Regions from separate parts of the Ovis aries genome. Here regions 2 and 3 are each linked to region 1. Evidence: chromatin contacts called from public Hi-C data. All regions are on one chromosome and are shown on one strand. Each heading gives the region's core, a stretch centred on a gene start, on an enhancer-like site or on the middle of the called end of the contact. The rest is flanking DNA. Distances are from core to core; before and after follow the strand shown. Region 1 holds the start of ABTB2 (ankyrin repeat and BTB domain containing 2). Region 2 overlaps ABTB2 (ankyrin repeat and BTB domain containing 2). Region 3 overlaps ABTB2 (ankyrin repeat and BTB domain containing 2).

Evidence for each region. A called contact is a pair of places that touch in the nucleus more often than the background predicts.
Region 2: a contact with region 1 is called in a Hi-C map of hypothalamus, with 4 times the contacts expected there. The contact joins the enhancer-like site here to the promoter of ABTB2 in region 1. A contact is called at or near these places in 9 of 16 Hi-C or Micro-C datasets (blood, hypothalamus, liver and 5 more).
Region 3: a Hi-C map of tail adipose tissue shows a contact between it and region 1, with 4 times the contacts expected there. The contact joins the enhancer-like site here to the promoter of ABTB2 in region 1. A contact is called at or near these places in 11 of 16 Hi-C or Micro-C datasets (blood, hypothalamus, liver and 4 more).

Annotation. Positions count from the first base shown.
Region 1 is chr15:63,742,101-63,747,136 of ARS-UI_Ramb_v3.0, forward strand. It overlaps ABTB2 (ankyrin repeat and BTB domain containing 2), which reads right to left and starts at 2,498. Exons shown (of 17, transcript XM_027979614.3): 1 at 1,196-2,498. The coding sequence starts at 2,078. LOC106991640 (a long non-coding RNA gene) reads left to right here and starts at 2,664. Exons shown (of 4, transcript XR_009596659.1): 1 at 2,664-2,815; 2 at 3,139-3,304; 3 at 3,621-4,113.
Region 2 is chr15:63,560,662-63,565,697 of ARS-UI_Ramb_v3.0, forward strand. It overlaps ABTB2 (ankyrin repeat and BTB domain containing 2), which reads right to left. Exons shown (of 17, transcript XM_027979614.3): 15 at 1,307-1,375; 16 at 551-664. Among named protein-coding and RNA genes, the nearest start is that of NAT10, 50 kb to the left of the region's middle. Within about 2 kb of position 2,325, at least 8 of the 54 cell types and tissues checked have an H3K27ac peak or open chromatin away from gene starts, as enhancers often do. A contact at or near this core is called in hypothalamus, where this site is marked.
Region 3 is chr15:63,581,661-63,586,696 of ARS-UI_Ramb_v3.0, forward strand. All of the region lies in intron 3 of ABTB2 (ankyrin repeat and BTB domain containing 2), which reads right to left. Among named protein-coding and RNA genes, the nearest start is that of NAT10, 71 kb to the left of the region's middle. Within about 2 kb of position 2,556, at least 8 of the 54 cell types and tissues checked have an H3K27ac peak or open chromatin away from gene starts, as enhancers often do. A contact at or near this core is called in hypothalamus and tail adipose tissue, where this site is marked.

The sequences.
Region 1 (5,036 bases), core at 1,248-3,747:
GGATTACTTAAGTTTATAGAAACAGTGACTGACACTCTGTTGAGTGCTAATTTAAGATTTTAGCTATTATGATTATGTAAAACACACTTAAATACGACTCCCTTTATATCTTTTCCATACCCACCTGGCCTCTTCCTCTGTACTACTTATTTGCCATTGAAAGCAGCCTCTAAAATGGCCCTCCGATCAGACTGTAAGGATGTTTAGCCAAAGTAGCATTCTAGAGAACTGATGGTTTGCTGACTCCTGAAGTTGGAGTCTGGTAGGCAAGTTTACTGTTGAACCCAGGTCACACCATAACCTTTCCAGTGAAAAGGTCAAGTGCTTCCCTACCACTCTTTGCACTGAAGCTATGTCCTCTTTCAGAGAAACGCAACTACCCAGATAGTTTCTTTCTGGCACCTGACACCATGCTGTCTGCCCACCCCCATCCCTCTTCCCCCTAGGCTTGGTTGATGACTATGGGGTCATCCTTTCTTTCATCAAAGTCTAGAAGGTCATGCACTTAATACAACATAGGGTTTTAATTAATTGCTCACTTGGTTGGTGACAGCTTGGAAAGTCAGGTCTGGGAACTGGCATGCGATTCCCTTTCTGGGAAGGGGATTCAGAAGTCACCATGTTCCATCATCCCGGGCTCAGAGTCAAGAACCCACCACTACCACTCCACCTTCCCCAGAGGGCCCTGAAAGGCAGCCTTCAACCCAGCAAAGCTCAAGGCGGCAGGCCAGGTCCCAGGCATCCACTTCCCCTCCTTCCACCCCACTCAGCCAGGACTTTGCAGCCCAGACCCTCTGGTTGCTTCTACTGTACTCGACAGAACTAGGACCGAACCATCCACCCAGTGGTCGGGGAGAGAGGCCAACTACAGACCCATCAAGCAGGGGGGAGGGCCGCAAGGCATTCCGAGAGAGGTTCAGGGATGGCTTCATCAAGAGGTTCAATCAGTGAATGGCCCCCAACGGCGACAACACGACGCACAACAGGAAGCAGATCAACCACTACTTTCCCCTCCGAAAGTCAGTCGCCGAAAGAACCACCTCGGAAAAGACTCTTTAATGAACTCCACTACCCAAAGACCAAACGCTTTCTCTCAGGTCTTGACTCTCCTTGGTCCTAGGAAATTCACCCCCTGCGTAGCCCAGGTTGGACTTCCCTCCAACCCAGTCCACGGGCCCAGAGCCCACGCGCTTACCATTGGCGTTCTTGCCGCAGATGAGATGCTCATAGGGCTGCAGGACGCCCCAGAGCTCGGCGTCATTGTTGATGACCATTTCCAGGGCCTCAGCGGACACCTCCCCGCCTCCGGCCCCTCCGCCGTCGGGGCTCTGGCTGGCGAGAACCCTGGCCCGGATCTCTTCCACCAGATTCTCCATGCAGGCGGTGAGCGAGATGGCCGCGTACTCGTGGATTCGCACGGAGATGCGGGTGTCCACCATCCAGCGAAAGAAGCGGCCCACTGAGAAGGTGAGGCCGCAGCGCGCAGACTTGCCCCGGCGCAGCCCGTCGCCCGCGCTCATGCTGTATAGGGACAGGGCCTTGACCGCGGCCAGCGCGCAGCTCTCGGCCAGTGCCCAGCTGTGCACTAGGCGCACGGCACTTTGCACCTCGAAGCGGGTGCACTTGGCATGCAGCACGCTCAGGCGCTGCGCCTCGCGGGCCACCCGGATGAGCGCCCGGCGGAGCAGCCCCGCCAGGCGCCTGACCGCCTCGGCGGAGAACAGGGGCTGTCGCCGGCCGCCGGCACCTTTGCGAAGGACCCGGGCCACGTCTCCCTCGGTCCAGGGGAACTCCTCCAGTTCGGGCAGGCGCGGGCAGCGCGAGAAGAGGTCGGCCACTTCGGGGTCCTCGGGCAGCACCGTGTTCACCGTGTCCCAGCTGTTGTGGCGGCTGTTCATGGAGCCGGAGTAGCACCACCAGGCCGCCCCGCGGTGTTGCTGCGCCGAAGAGTTGAGCGCCTGCGAGTTGGACTTGGAGGACGAGAGGCTGAGCGAGCGGCACGAGTCCCCGGCCCCATACCCGGAGTCCAAGGTCAAGTCCTCCAGCGTCTTCAAAGTGGAGCTGTACGTCCCGGCCATGGGGAGCCTGCCCGGGGCGGCCTCGCCGAGGGAGGGGCGCTCACAACTCCATGAGCCCTTCCCCAAGTGGGCAGAAACAAGCTCTAGGCTCTCCGGGGCGCCCTGCTTTCTCTCGGCACCGCGGGGCTCGGAGGCCGCATCGCCCGCCCGCCTACCCGGCGGCCGCAGGAAGGTGGGCGAGATTCGCGGCGGCCAGAGCCCCACGCTCCCGGCGTCCCGACTCCGAGCTGTCACTGGAACGATCCTCCGTTGCTCCTCCTCCGCAATCCCCCTGGTCCACCTCAACTTCCCTGAAGCAGAGCGTCTATCCTCCGCAGAGAAGGGATCCCGAGAGAACAGGGCGGCGGCGATCGAAGGAGGCGGCTCCCGGGGTTGTGCGAGTCCGGGACCGACCGGCGAGAAAGCTCTCTGCAAACTTCTGCGCGGAGCCAGCCGCCCGCACAGCTGGGTACTGGGCTGCTGCCGGCATGCAAATAACCCGGGCGGCCCACCAATCATCGGCCGCGACGGGCAGGGGCTGCACCAATGATCTCCCAGAGGGGCGGTCACTTTGCTGATTTCACTCCGCCGCCCGTGAAACCCAGCGCCGGCAGAGGCGGGGCTGGAGGCCGAGGGTCTGGAGGAGACGCCGAGGGCTCGGTGGAGGAGGGGGAAGGAGATGGCGAGTGAGCGACCTGGCGGCTGGGAAAAGGGGGATCGAAACGTTAGGCTCGCGAGCTGACGAATTAAAGAAAGAGGTAAAGGAAAAGCCACTGTGTGTTGCCACCTTCCCGCCGTCCAGGCTTTGGGCGTCCGCAGCTCCTTTTCAAACCCTTTTGGTGCCGAACACCAAAAGCCAGCGAGTCGAGTAAGGGTAGGGGAGCAAAAGGGTTGGGACTAGGGGAGAGGACCGAGGCCTGGGGGAGGGGACCCAAGTCAGACGCCCCACCTCTCTCAAGAATTTCTGCCAAGCCCCTCCCCCTTTCCCGAGACGAAACTCCAGTTGTATTTGGAGCGAGGAGTTTGCCCCTGTTTGCTTCTCTTTCCAAATCCGTCTGGTTTTCTTTACATTGCTTTCTAGGCTCCAATCAGAATAGAAATTCTTCTTAATCTGGCATCTGATAAATGGACAGCCTCCAGAGGGCTGCGATTCCGCCCTCACCTCTCCACGCCACTTGAAATATTACACACGCAGTAGTCTGAGTGCTACTCCTGGGAGAAGGCCGTAACTGATCAGATTTGCAAGAGTCGGTGACTTTCCTGTTAAACTGTACAACGCCGCTTGCTGTGTTGGGTCCTTCTTGTGCTTCGTGTCCGAGTGTGTGTGCTGGGGGAGGGGGGGGGAGGGGAGTGTATTACACACGTGCGTAATGGGTGTGCGAAAATGAAAAACGTCCTTAGTTGTGGCCTGGGCTTGGAACACCTGGCTGAACGCACCTCTTCCTAACGGTGTGCCCTCAGGCGAGCTCTCTGCTCGGCTCAGGACTCGCTTTCCTTCCGGGGTAAAATGAGAGCTGACCTCCAAGCAGCACCGTTGTAAACCTGTCTTATGCACTTGTCCAGAGGCGGTATCCAGCAGATCCATGCCCGGTCCCACCCTGGCCCGCCACTGTCCTGTAACTATTCACAGACACGTGCACGAACGTGGACACGCCTCCTCCTGTGGAGCCACAAAAGCAAGGAGGAGATTGTGCAAGCATTTCCCCCAGGTCAGCCTCCTCCTGCGCTCTTGAATAGCTGCTTTGTACTATATCTCACAGGGTTTTGACCTTGGGCCGTGAGTTGCATACGAACTAGAAATGTCTGGTTTCTCTCTCTGCTTCTTAAATTAATTGCCCTTTCCCGGTGAAACTCCTTTTGCTTTGGCAGTTTTGGCTTAATTTTGCCTTCCAGCTCATCTTTATTTATGCAATACCGCCGCCTGGTGGTTACAACTGGGAATGGCGTCAAGGCTGGAAGTATTGATACTAATGAACGATGCTGAGTCCGCAGGGACCAAATCAAGAGGACACAAGATGTGACTACATCTTCTAATAGAGATAGGAAGTCAAAGTAGGTAAGGATATTCAATTTGTTTAAAAGTGTGAAAAGAAATTTGATGCGATTTAAATCTTATTAGGGGAAATATAATAGCAAAGCAAATGTCGCCCTCTAATGGACATTTAGAGGAAATAAATTCGGCCAAGTTTTTTTTTTTAATCGGGTTTTCTTTCTTTTTTCAAAATCATTTTGTTCTGTGCCTCCATAAAAAATTAACCCTAAAATAGGTAGCGACTGGGAAGCGGCTATATAACACAAGGAGCCCAGCCTGGAACTCTGTGAGGACCTAGAGGGGTGGGATGGAGAGGGGGAGAGGGAGGATCAAGAGGGAGGGGGCATATGTATATATTCAGACCTCCCAGGCTGCGCTTGCATCAGGCGACATCTAAATGTTGTTGGTGGGGGGGAGGAGTTCTGACCAAGCCCAATGTGCTCCATACAGGCTATTTTCTATATTTATGTTGGGGAAAATTCACTTTAAAGACTAGTGCTGTTTGGAAGCAAAGCTTTTCTTTTTTGTCAATGGAATGCATTTTTTAAAAAAAAACTATTAAATCACAAGGAATAACAGATGCTGTGATCTCCTCTTTGATAAAAGGACAGACTGAGATTTGAAAGAAGTTTGCACAAATCTGTGAAACATAACCCTTCGCATTATTTTTTATAAGCATCAATTGCCATCATGTTTTGTAGTTTGGGTCTTGATTTCACCATTGTTGGTAAAGAAAATTTTCAATAAATATACATTACCTGTATGAAGCTAAGGGGTTTCCCAGGTGGCTCAGTGGTAAAGTATCTCCCGATCTCCCGCCAATGCAGGAGACGGGTTCAATCCCTGGGTAGAGAAGATCCCCTGGAGAAGGAAATGGCAACCCACTCCAATATTCTTGCCTGGAAAATTCCATGGACAGAGGAGCCTGACAGGCTATAGTCCATGGG
Region 2 (5,036 bases), core at 1,075-3,574, 180 kb before region 1:
GAGATGGGAGAGGGTCCTAGGGGCCTCATAAGGGGTGACAGATAAGGGCTGGGTCTTTACTTTGCAGTGGGAAACCTTTGAAGAGTTTCAGTAGGGGAGTGGCGGGATCTTCACACTTTTCAAAGAGCCTTGTGGACTGCAGGGTGAAAGCCAGGAATTGTTGGAGGCCAGGCCAACGCGATCGTCCGAGAGTGGAGGTAGCGGGACGGAGAGGGGTGGCTGATGCATTGCGGGTGTGGGAGGTGACCGTGGCATCTGCTGCGAGGAGGAAGACTAAGGAGCACCAAGGGGGAGAAACTCGAGTAGTGTTGAGAACTGATCTGACTTGGAGGGGCTCTGCTCTTTGCCGCCCCAGGTCTCACTGCCCAGTGCAGCACAACTGGTACAGGACCTGGGGTCCACCTGGCTCAGAGCTCAGCTCCCCAGCTGCTGTGCCACCTTACTGGGTGGCCATGACCTCAGGCCACAGAGAGGGTGACACTGTCCTTCAAAGCTTCCAGGGCACAGCAGGGTGAGCGATGGGGGCAGGGGCGGCAGCGGGGGCCCTCACCTTGGCATACTTGTAGGTGTTCACGGCGCTCTCCACGCTCAGGGTCTGGGAGCATAGGATCTCACAGTGCCGCTGCAGGGCGTCCAGCTGGAACAGGCTGGCAGCTGACAATAGCTGGCAGGAGGAAGAGAGGCCGTGGGTGAGCGGGGCCAGGCCCATGGCCCCAGCATCACAGAACAGAGAGCCCCTGTGTGCCCTCCTGACCCCCAGGACCCTCCCTGCCCACCTGCCAGTTAAGTCCGATGGCCTTGATTTATTTCTACCCCAGGCTATCTAGGTATTTGCTAGGACACCTTGGGAAGTATCCGATAGGTGACAGACATTGGTTGGGATTTCTCATGTCGCGAGGCCTTCAACTATGAGCTGCCTGCTCATCTGCACGACTTTCTAGCCAGGTGCGTGGCCAGCAGCAGGTCCGTTCTCTAAGCAGTAACCTGGTAAGGTGGGAGGGTACCTGCTGCCTTCTGATCCTCCTAGGCTTTCCATCCTCAGGGATGGCCCTTACTAACCCTGAGGGGTCACCCAGGAGGTTGGGTTCCACAGGCGCACCATTTCCCATGTGCTCAGAAGAGCGAGGACCTGCAGGGAAGCAGGGGGTCCTCACAGAGGCCCCCCTTCCCTCCCTCCTCATGTCTCCAATGCTGTGTTTCTGAGATTGGGGTGGGTGAGACTTGGCAGGTGTCTCAGGCTGGGCACAGGCATGATGGATGGGCTCAGGGGCTCCCCGCTCCTCTCCCCGACAGGCCAGGTCCTCACCTCCAGGATGTCACCAGTGGGGATGTCCATGGATTCCGTTCCCCCGTAGTACAGATACTGCATCATCATCTGCAGGAAAAAGGCCCCATGTGAGGGCCAGGGGGCCCACAGCACCACTGTGCTCATCCCGCGCCCCTGGGGCGCCGCTCCAGCCGCTGCCCGGCCCTCGGTGCCCCACCTCCTGCCCCGAGCGCTGCTCCAGCCGCTGCCCGGCCCTTGGTGCCCCTCGCCCCGAGCGCCGCTCCAGCCGCTGCCCGCCCCTCGGTGCCCCACCTCCCCCCCCCCGAGCGCTGCTCCAGCCGCTGCCCACCCCTCGGTGCCCCCCCATGTCCCGAGCGCCACTCCAGCCGTTGCCCGCCCCTGGTGCCCCATGACCTCTGTGTGCCAGCGTCTGCACACCACCCGACTCTCGTCAGGCATTTTTGTGCTTCTCCTGGAATGCGTATGGCAAGCTGCCTTCCACAGAGTGGCTTCACTTCAATCCCCACAACAGCCCTGTGAGCCCAGGAGGGCAGATACTCTTCACAGCTGGGAAAACTGAGGCCAGGCAGGTAGGCTGATGAGGCTGACCCGCCTCCTCAGAACCCTTCCGGCACACCAGGCACCTCACGACTCATTTTCTCCCCTTACGGAAATTCTAAACATGGGGGGCTCTGAGGGGGCGACTGTCCACCCTCGGAATCCTGACTCCTGACCTCCCCATCAGGGCTAGCCAGATCCCGACCTCCTCCTGGAAGCCAGTGCAGTGCTGGGGCCTGGGACCTGGCCCAGAGGTCACCCTGCCGACCAGCGGGGGCCCTGCGACACCATATGAGGTGGCCTGGGGAGAGGGCTATGTTTAGTTCTGCTGAGGTCTGACTTACAAGCTCTGCCATCATGCTGGAGACTGGGGAGTTTCCAGCTGGAAAAAGAAAAATGATTCTCCCTGGTTGGCTGAAGAAAGGGCCCCAGCAAGGAGCTGGCAAGGGTATAAGTAAACACGGCTCCAGCCGGCACAGTTGGGCTCTGTTAGGACTGGCCCCCGGGCTGGAAGGGGCACCAGAGGGTCTAGAGGAAAGGAGCCCACGCTGGGGCGGGGGAGGGAAGAGGGCCTGCCAGCCGCGTCCTGGCCCGTCCAGGAGGCATCAGCCCGCGCCCTCCCCTCAGGAGCGTGGGCTTCCAGGGTCTTGTGCAGCCCCTGCTGGAGCTCAGGTGGAGATCTTACAGTTACACGGATGTACCCGTGTCCCCCTACTCCAGGCAGCGTGTGCCTCAGGCAGGCCCACGCCTGGCTTCCTCCACCATCCCCCACCCTGGGAGCTGAGTGCCCAGGACTGGGAGTGGGGCGGCTCCCATCTCCAGGGATTCTTTCCTAGGTGTTAGCCTCAGGGCAGCCCTGAGGTGAGAAGGGGCCCAGCCTGTGGCTCCTCTCCCTGGCTTAGAAGCAGCCTCCTGCCGCTTTTGGGAGTTGGTCTGGGCCCGGCCCAGCTCTGGTGGTACATGGGTCTCCCTGAGGCACCTGAATGCAGATGAGCCCACAGCAGTGGGACCAGAATCACCCTCTTGGAGCCTCCCTGGGGGAACCGGGCTGCTAACAGGCAGCTGCGGACATTAATTTCCCACAGCCCCGTAGCCCCCGGGCAGACTGTGGGTCATCCAAAGCAGGCAGCCTGCAGGGCTGGAGCGGGCAAAGGGCTGCTCCCAGTGAGGCCCAGGCAGGACCAGCTGCAGGGATGGCCTCGCTTCCTTCTGCCCAGAGTGGGCCACCAGGACCACAGGGAGGCCCCCAATACTGCAGGGACAGGACTGGGGCCAACAGCCGCATCAGAACGGCAGGGGCATCCCCCAAAGGCCGAGGTTTAGTCGGCAGTGACCCTGGCAAGAGTCTACACCTGTAATGTCTGTGTTGTGTCAAAACTGCATTGCAAACATTTAGTGCAAAAAAAGGAAAACATTTCATTAAATTTTTATATGTGGAATGATACTATTTTGGCTCCATTAAGTTAAATAAATTTCACCTGTTTCTTTTTACATTTTCCTTCATCTATTAAGCAATTTTACATAACCTCTGTGCCCAGCATTATCTTTCTATTAGAGATAGTATTGCTTAGATCTCCTTGGGCCTCCGTTTCCTGTTCTAGAAAACAAAGATCTCAAGTTCTCTTTGTGTTGTGACAGCCAATGAGATGTCTGGGGGCTGCTCTGAAACTTAGGCTTTTTTAGGAGGCCTCGGACCTGGATCTATGGCTTCAGCTGCACGCTGCCCTCCCCCCCCCCCCCCCCCCCCCCCCCCCCCCCCCCCCCCCGACACACTGCGGGATGGCAGAGCTTTGTTCCCAGAGAACCCACAGGGCCAGGCCAGTGGCTAACATGCCCCAGGCCCACGTGTGCCCTGAGGTTAGGCCTGTTGTCTCTGTTTACCCCGTGACAAGCCTGAGAAGTCAAGGGCTGCCCAGCCTCTCCTGCCTCGGGAGTCACCCCAGTTGAGCAGATGCTGCCTCGATGGCAGGGGTCACCCTTGTCACCCCCACCTCCCGCCCAATCCCCGCTGCCCTTCTCAAACCCGCCTCCTGGGTTGGGTCGTGACCCCACCTCACGCTCCAACTCACCTGGACTTTGGGCTTCTTAGCCAAGCAAGCTCCCCTTCCCCAGGGAGTTTGGCTCAAGGGATGAGAAGAGGGGAGGGGAGACCCCTATGCCCGACCCTGGGCCTGACCCTGGGCCTCCTCCAATGCCGCCAAGCCCCCCACTCTCCCCCCATCCACACCCCTCTACCCTGCTGCCTCTACCGGTCGCCATCATCACTCAGCTGGATTCTCACCAGCCGCTCACCTGCTGCCCTGGCTGCAGTCCTGCCCGTCCTCCCCTCACCCTCCAGAGTGTGCGAGGTCACACAAACTGGACCATTCCACACGCCCTAAGATTGAACCCTGGCTCTATCACCTCCCAGCTGTGTGACCTTGAACAAGTTATTGAACTTCCCTGTGCCTGCGACACCTCATGGACCAAGGGGGGGAAACAACATGTGCGCACCTCCTGGACTGTGCTGTGACGCTTAACTGATAAATGCACCTAGAACCATGCCTGGCTAAGTGTCAGCGATGGTGGCGACCTCAGAGCAGCTTCTAACTACCCTTGGGTGAAAGCTCAAGCCCTTCATGTGATGGCTCCTCGGGAGCAGCCTCAGCCTCATTTCTGGATGTTCTCCTGAACGGCTGCCAGGACTTGGCCAGAGAGCATTTCCTGAACAGGCTGTGGTCTCTGGTGGTGGTGGTCTTTGTGTGGATTGCTCTGGCTACCTGGAGCTCCTGATACCTGGCTGACTACCCTGGTCCCCAGGAAATTTCCTCTTTCGCAGCTTCAGTGCCCCTGCCTGCAGCGCCGGCGCCTCCCCCACCCACTCCCAGTCACATTCGTTCATAATCCTGTCTCCTGGAGGCCAGGGTCCCTGTCCTGTTTACTGCTGTCTCCATGGTACCCATAAGTAACTAAATGCTAAACAGATGACTGCCAGGAACAAGAGAGAGGGACTAAACCCTTTTAGATGGTGGCTCCTCACGCTTCCTCTCTTCCCATTAGGTCACAAGCCTGTCCCGGGCAAGGCCAGGTCCTGGGTTCACATACCAGCTGCCTCTTAGCCTCCGTCTCAGCCCCTAAGCGTCACACCTACAGCCTGAAGACCACTTTCTAGAAAGGAGCTCCCCACTGGGGCTCAGCTTAGACCCCAGCCAGTCCCTTCCAGACCTCGCCT
Region 3 (5,036 bases), core at 1,306-3,805, 160 kb before region 1:
CTGCGGGGAATGTCCTCACGAGACTTCTCTAAGGTTTCCAAAAGCTCAGGTCATCTTCAAAGTTTTCAAAGCTTCTCTCCTTGGGGGCAAAGGATGCCTTTTATTTATTTATTTATTTAATAAGATAATCAGATGGGGTTTGTAAAAGTGGCTCATTTGGAAGTTATTTTGATGTCCTGGTTCTGGCGTTCTGAAAATACACCTAGATTTGAATCATTTCACTGGTGCACTGTGAGGTTCGTCACTCAGTCGTGTCCAGCTCTTTGTGACCCCAGGGACTATAGCCAAGCAGGCTCCTCTGTCCATGGGGATTCTCCAGGCAAGAATACTGGAGTGGACTGCCATGCCCTCCTCCAGGGAATCTTCCCAACCCAGCGATTGGACCCAGGTCTCCACATTATGGGCGGATTCCGTCTGAGCCACCAGGGAAGCCCAGAGTGTGTTAACTGTACCAACTGCTATGATGACAAGGTGGCCAAAGGCTGGGGAAGGCTTGCAGCCCTGGCCTTCAGGGACGCTTAGAACATCACCCCAACTTCCTTTCCAGCCCTGGCTCAAACCTCTCATCAGGACACACCAGACCATCAGGCATTCATGGTTCTCAAGCCCACCCTGGCTGTCCCCATCTCCTCGAAAGAATGAACCAGCTCTCATCTCTACTCATCCAGATCCTCTTTATCCTTCAAGGACTGGTTCCAATGCCACTTCTTTCTAGAGGCCTTCCCACATCCCTTCTCCAATGAAAATACTCTTCCTTCTCCAAGATCCCTTAGAACTCTATTCGAGAATAAATATGTCTCATGTTCATGACTAGACTATTTCTCTTTAGACAAGAATGATGCCTCTACCATCCCTCTCCAAAGTATACCAGGCATAGGGCCTGGAAACAACAGATCCTCAGTTAAGTTGAATACTGAAAGGATGGCTAAGCATCAGGAATGTGGCAGAATACATCCGAGTTTTCAGTTCTGGACCAAGTCCTCTTTCTGCCCAGAAAAAAAAAAAAAAAAAAATGTACTTTTCAAGGGCACAACGTAGACTAGTTAAGAGTGGGAAGCCAGGACCCTTAATGGGGAGCTTGTAGAATCCAGGAAGGAACCACAATTCATTTGTGAATTACCCTCCTGTTTATAAGATCTTCCTTGGTTGTGAACGCCCATTTGAATTCCCCCCAAATATTTTGGAATTTTACAGTTCTTATACCACAGTGCTGCAAGGTAAGCTTAGAGACATACATCTACATATCAGTCCTTCTGATTCAAGGGGAAGGCTTTATGTAATCCACCAGCACTGGAGACTGAAGGGTAAGCAAAAAGATAGTTCACGGATGTGCCAGCCATTCTTCCCTATTGTGGCCAACAGCCAAGACAAAGAGCCAAGTGTGGCCACAAACGCTCTGAGCAGCATCTCCCAGCTGCCCTACGGGAAATCCGAGAGGGAAGTCAGGAAACCATGAAGTCTAATTAGATGGTGTCATGATGCATTCCCCAGGCTTGTGCCTCTTACAACTCGGCACGTGAAAAGATAGAGTATTGGTAACTGGTGGGCAGATACTGGGGACTGGTTCATTAAGCCTCCAATTTACCAACTTAGCTGGAGATGTGGAAAACTGAAAACTACATTTCGCAGACTCCTTTGTAATTAGACCATTAAGACATAGCTGCATGAGATCTGATAAATGGACGTGAGGCGGAGGTCCCCTTTGTGTCTTCTTTGCTTGGTTCTACCAGCAGACCAAATCATAAAACATGATTTTTTTCCCCTTGTAGAGCATTCCAGCGTCCATTTCCTGATTTCCTGACTTCCTGAGTGCTTCAGAGACAGCAGTACTGCTACTGAAGGCAACAGCCAAACCTTCTTGACTCCAGCTTCAATCTTGAATTACAGTTTCTGGGGTCATCTCAGAGGGAGAAACCCTCCAATAGCAAGTTTTGTATTGTTCTTGGTTGGAGTCATTCCTGGAGGTTCAGCCTTAGACCTGCTCCTTGAGCCCACACGATGATTCTTTTGGCACATAATTCCCTACATTGAATCCCTTCTTGTTGAAAACACCTAGGGTGGTTTCTGTTCTCTGAATTGCACACTGATTAATATTCTCAACATACAAAAATACTCCAGGGTTAAAGCTATCACTATGCCTCTGACTGGTGCCCACTTGTCCACATCCAAGGCCATTGCAGGCCCCCAAATGATCCTTTCAGGCCTTTCTCCTTGGCCTACCCACCAGTTGACCTGTGGCCCATAGGAAAGCAAAATGATGAGCAATTCATGGACTTTCTCAATAACATCCTTCCCTTGGCCTGTGGGTTCCAGGCTACTATTTCCTTTCAGGTTATTTCATCTAGCCCATTGGGCATGCTGAGAAGCTGGCCTTCATTACTGGACATTCTGGAAAATCCCTATAAAAACTCCCATCTGTACTGGCCACGGCTGTGATCTGACACAGGGTGAAAGGACTCCAGAGGAGCAAGGCTGGGAATGATTGGCTATGCACCGTCCCCAGGGGCTCTCTGGTTCCCTTCCAGAGCAAAAGGCCTGCTTTTCTCTTTTTGCCTTTTCGCCAGGCTGCGGTTGGCCGCAAGCCACTGACTGTCCCCTGTGCTGGGCCTGGCACCTTGGACTAGTGGTTCTCAAGTGCTTTGGTCTCAGGATCCCCTTTGTACTCTTACAGATTATTCATGCCCTCAAAGAGCTTTGGTTTATGTGTGTTGTTCTATCGCTAATTACTGTATCCGAAATGAAAACAGAGAACTTCAAACCTCTGAACACACATTCTGTCAGCCATCAGAGTGATACAGTGCTTGTATGTCACAGTCTCTGAAAAACTCCCCAGGGACTTGTGAGAAAATGAGTGAAAAGGCAAATAACATCTCATTGTTATGAAAATAATGCTGACCCTGGGGCCTCCAGAGAAGTCTCTGGGACCCAGAGGGTCCCCAGACCACACTTTGAGAACTGCTGCCTTTACTGGGGCAAGGCTGCTTTCAGGCATGGGGCTGGCATCCCACCCCAGTCCAATTCTAGAATGGTGTGTGGTGTACATGCACACTCCTGGCTTAAGGATCTGAGGATTCTACACCGAATCTTCACTGGGAGAAAACCCTAGTTTCTAGAAGCCACTGAATTGAGTCTATAACCTTGGGCATATCATTACCTTCTTTGGGCCTGTTTTTCTTTTAAAGATGGGGTTAGGTTGGTGGTTTCTAGACACTTACCATCATGAGAAACCCTTTTGCTGTTATTTCACAGCCTCCATAAGATAAAAGCTGTACCTTCTGTACAGAGATCAAGTACACGGGCTCTTGAGGGAGACTGCCCTAGGTTGCAATCCATTGCACTCTTGATGAATTAAATTATAATCCTGTGCAAGTTATCTTCTCTCTCTAGACTCAGCTGTCCCATCAACAAAATGGGTATCAATAATAGGGCCACCTCATAAGACAGCCAGAAGTATGTACATAAAGTGCTTAGCACATGGTAAATTCTTGGTAAAGGTTAGCCGTTACTATCATTTTAGTGTCTGTTGATAGAGAAAATACATAATAGCAGCAAAGGCTACAAGAATCTATTAAATGCCTCAGCTCCAGCCTTCATCAAGCCCAGCCAATTCCCTCTCCACATCCCCCAACCTTCCTGCAAGTATAAACATGCAAAGCTTGCAAAAGCCTGCCAGTGAGCTGCCCACCACCCACTCCACCCCAGCTCATAAAACAGAGCAACAAACGCAACCACTATGTCGAGTGTGATCTGGAGACTGTTTCTGGCGGTGCAGGGCCTTGGCCATCAAGAATCCTAGACGGGGGAAGGGGCAAGGACAACACAGACCCAGGAGCTTCGGGGTCATGAACAAGCGAGGGCATGAGGGGGTAGGCACGGGATACTGTGAGGGACCTGCAGTCCTCGAGGGCTGCTGGTGGCCTAACCTCGGAAACACCACACATACGCTTGCAAACACATCCGGTCGGGCTGCTACTGTGACAAACAAGGCCGCTTAAAAGGGTCACCAACTCCAAGCATTTCTCTTTGTGTGCATAAAATAGCAATTCACATCATGAGGAGAACTCATAAAATATAGCAAAGAAAGTGGGCCTTTAACAGGAAGTGGGGTGAGGAGGAGGAAACAGAGGCCCCGGGAGGCCCAGTGTTTCGCCTAAGGTCACAGAACCTGTCAGCAGCAATAGGGAGACCAGCTCTAAGCGTTGTGACTCAGTTTCTCTTCTCCCTCTTTAATCAAACATTTGAGCCTGAGTATATCAAGCCAACAGGCTCACAAGGCCCCTCACCAGGACCAGGCCTGCAAAAGCCATTTTTTCCCATTAAAAAAGAAATGAAAGAGAAGAAACTTCTTAAGGCCTTGGTTTTAAGAGGTCCCTGCAGCCTGGGAAAAAAAAAAAAACAAAAAACAAACCCTGTCCCACTCAGCAAGTGTATGATTTATTGGGATTACAGTCCCATAAGCGGTGTCTTAACAACATGAAACAGGAAACGCCTCCGATTTCCAGCTCAAAGCAGGCTCTGTTCTTCCTTGAGGTGGGCAGGGGCCTTGGGGAGAGAGTCAGGTTGGCAGAACTGGAGGCCTAGGCATGATAAGACCTTGTGCCTCTGTCCCCACCGGGCAGGCCAAGTCTGGGGCCAGTAGCTATGTCCCCTCTGTGCCCACCCATGAGGACGGGGTTCAAGTATTCAGGCAGGCGGGTCTGGGAGGTGCCCACTGGCTGGGTAGGCCCTCGACACCCGGCCTGAGCTCAGCCCTGGGAAACCTGGGCCATGGTTTCTTAACTTCCACTGTTGACTGGGAGCAGAGGGGGGCCTTGGGGCACAGGCCTGGCTCCTGGGGCTGGGAGGGTTTGGGGAGGCCCATGATGCCTTAGGCTATCTCCGTAAGGAGATGTCTTCACCACCATCTAAGCTCAGCCCACCCTGAGGTAAGGATCCTTAGTCTAGGAAAGGAATCTCTCAAGGACCAGCCACACAGATGATGGTTGAGTGAGGGGCTGGCCAGAAGATCTCCCACCCTCAGCCCTAAATTCTTGCAC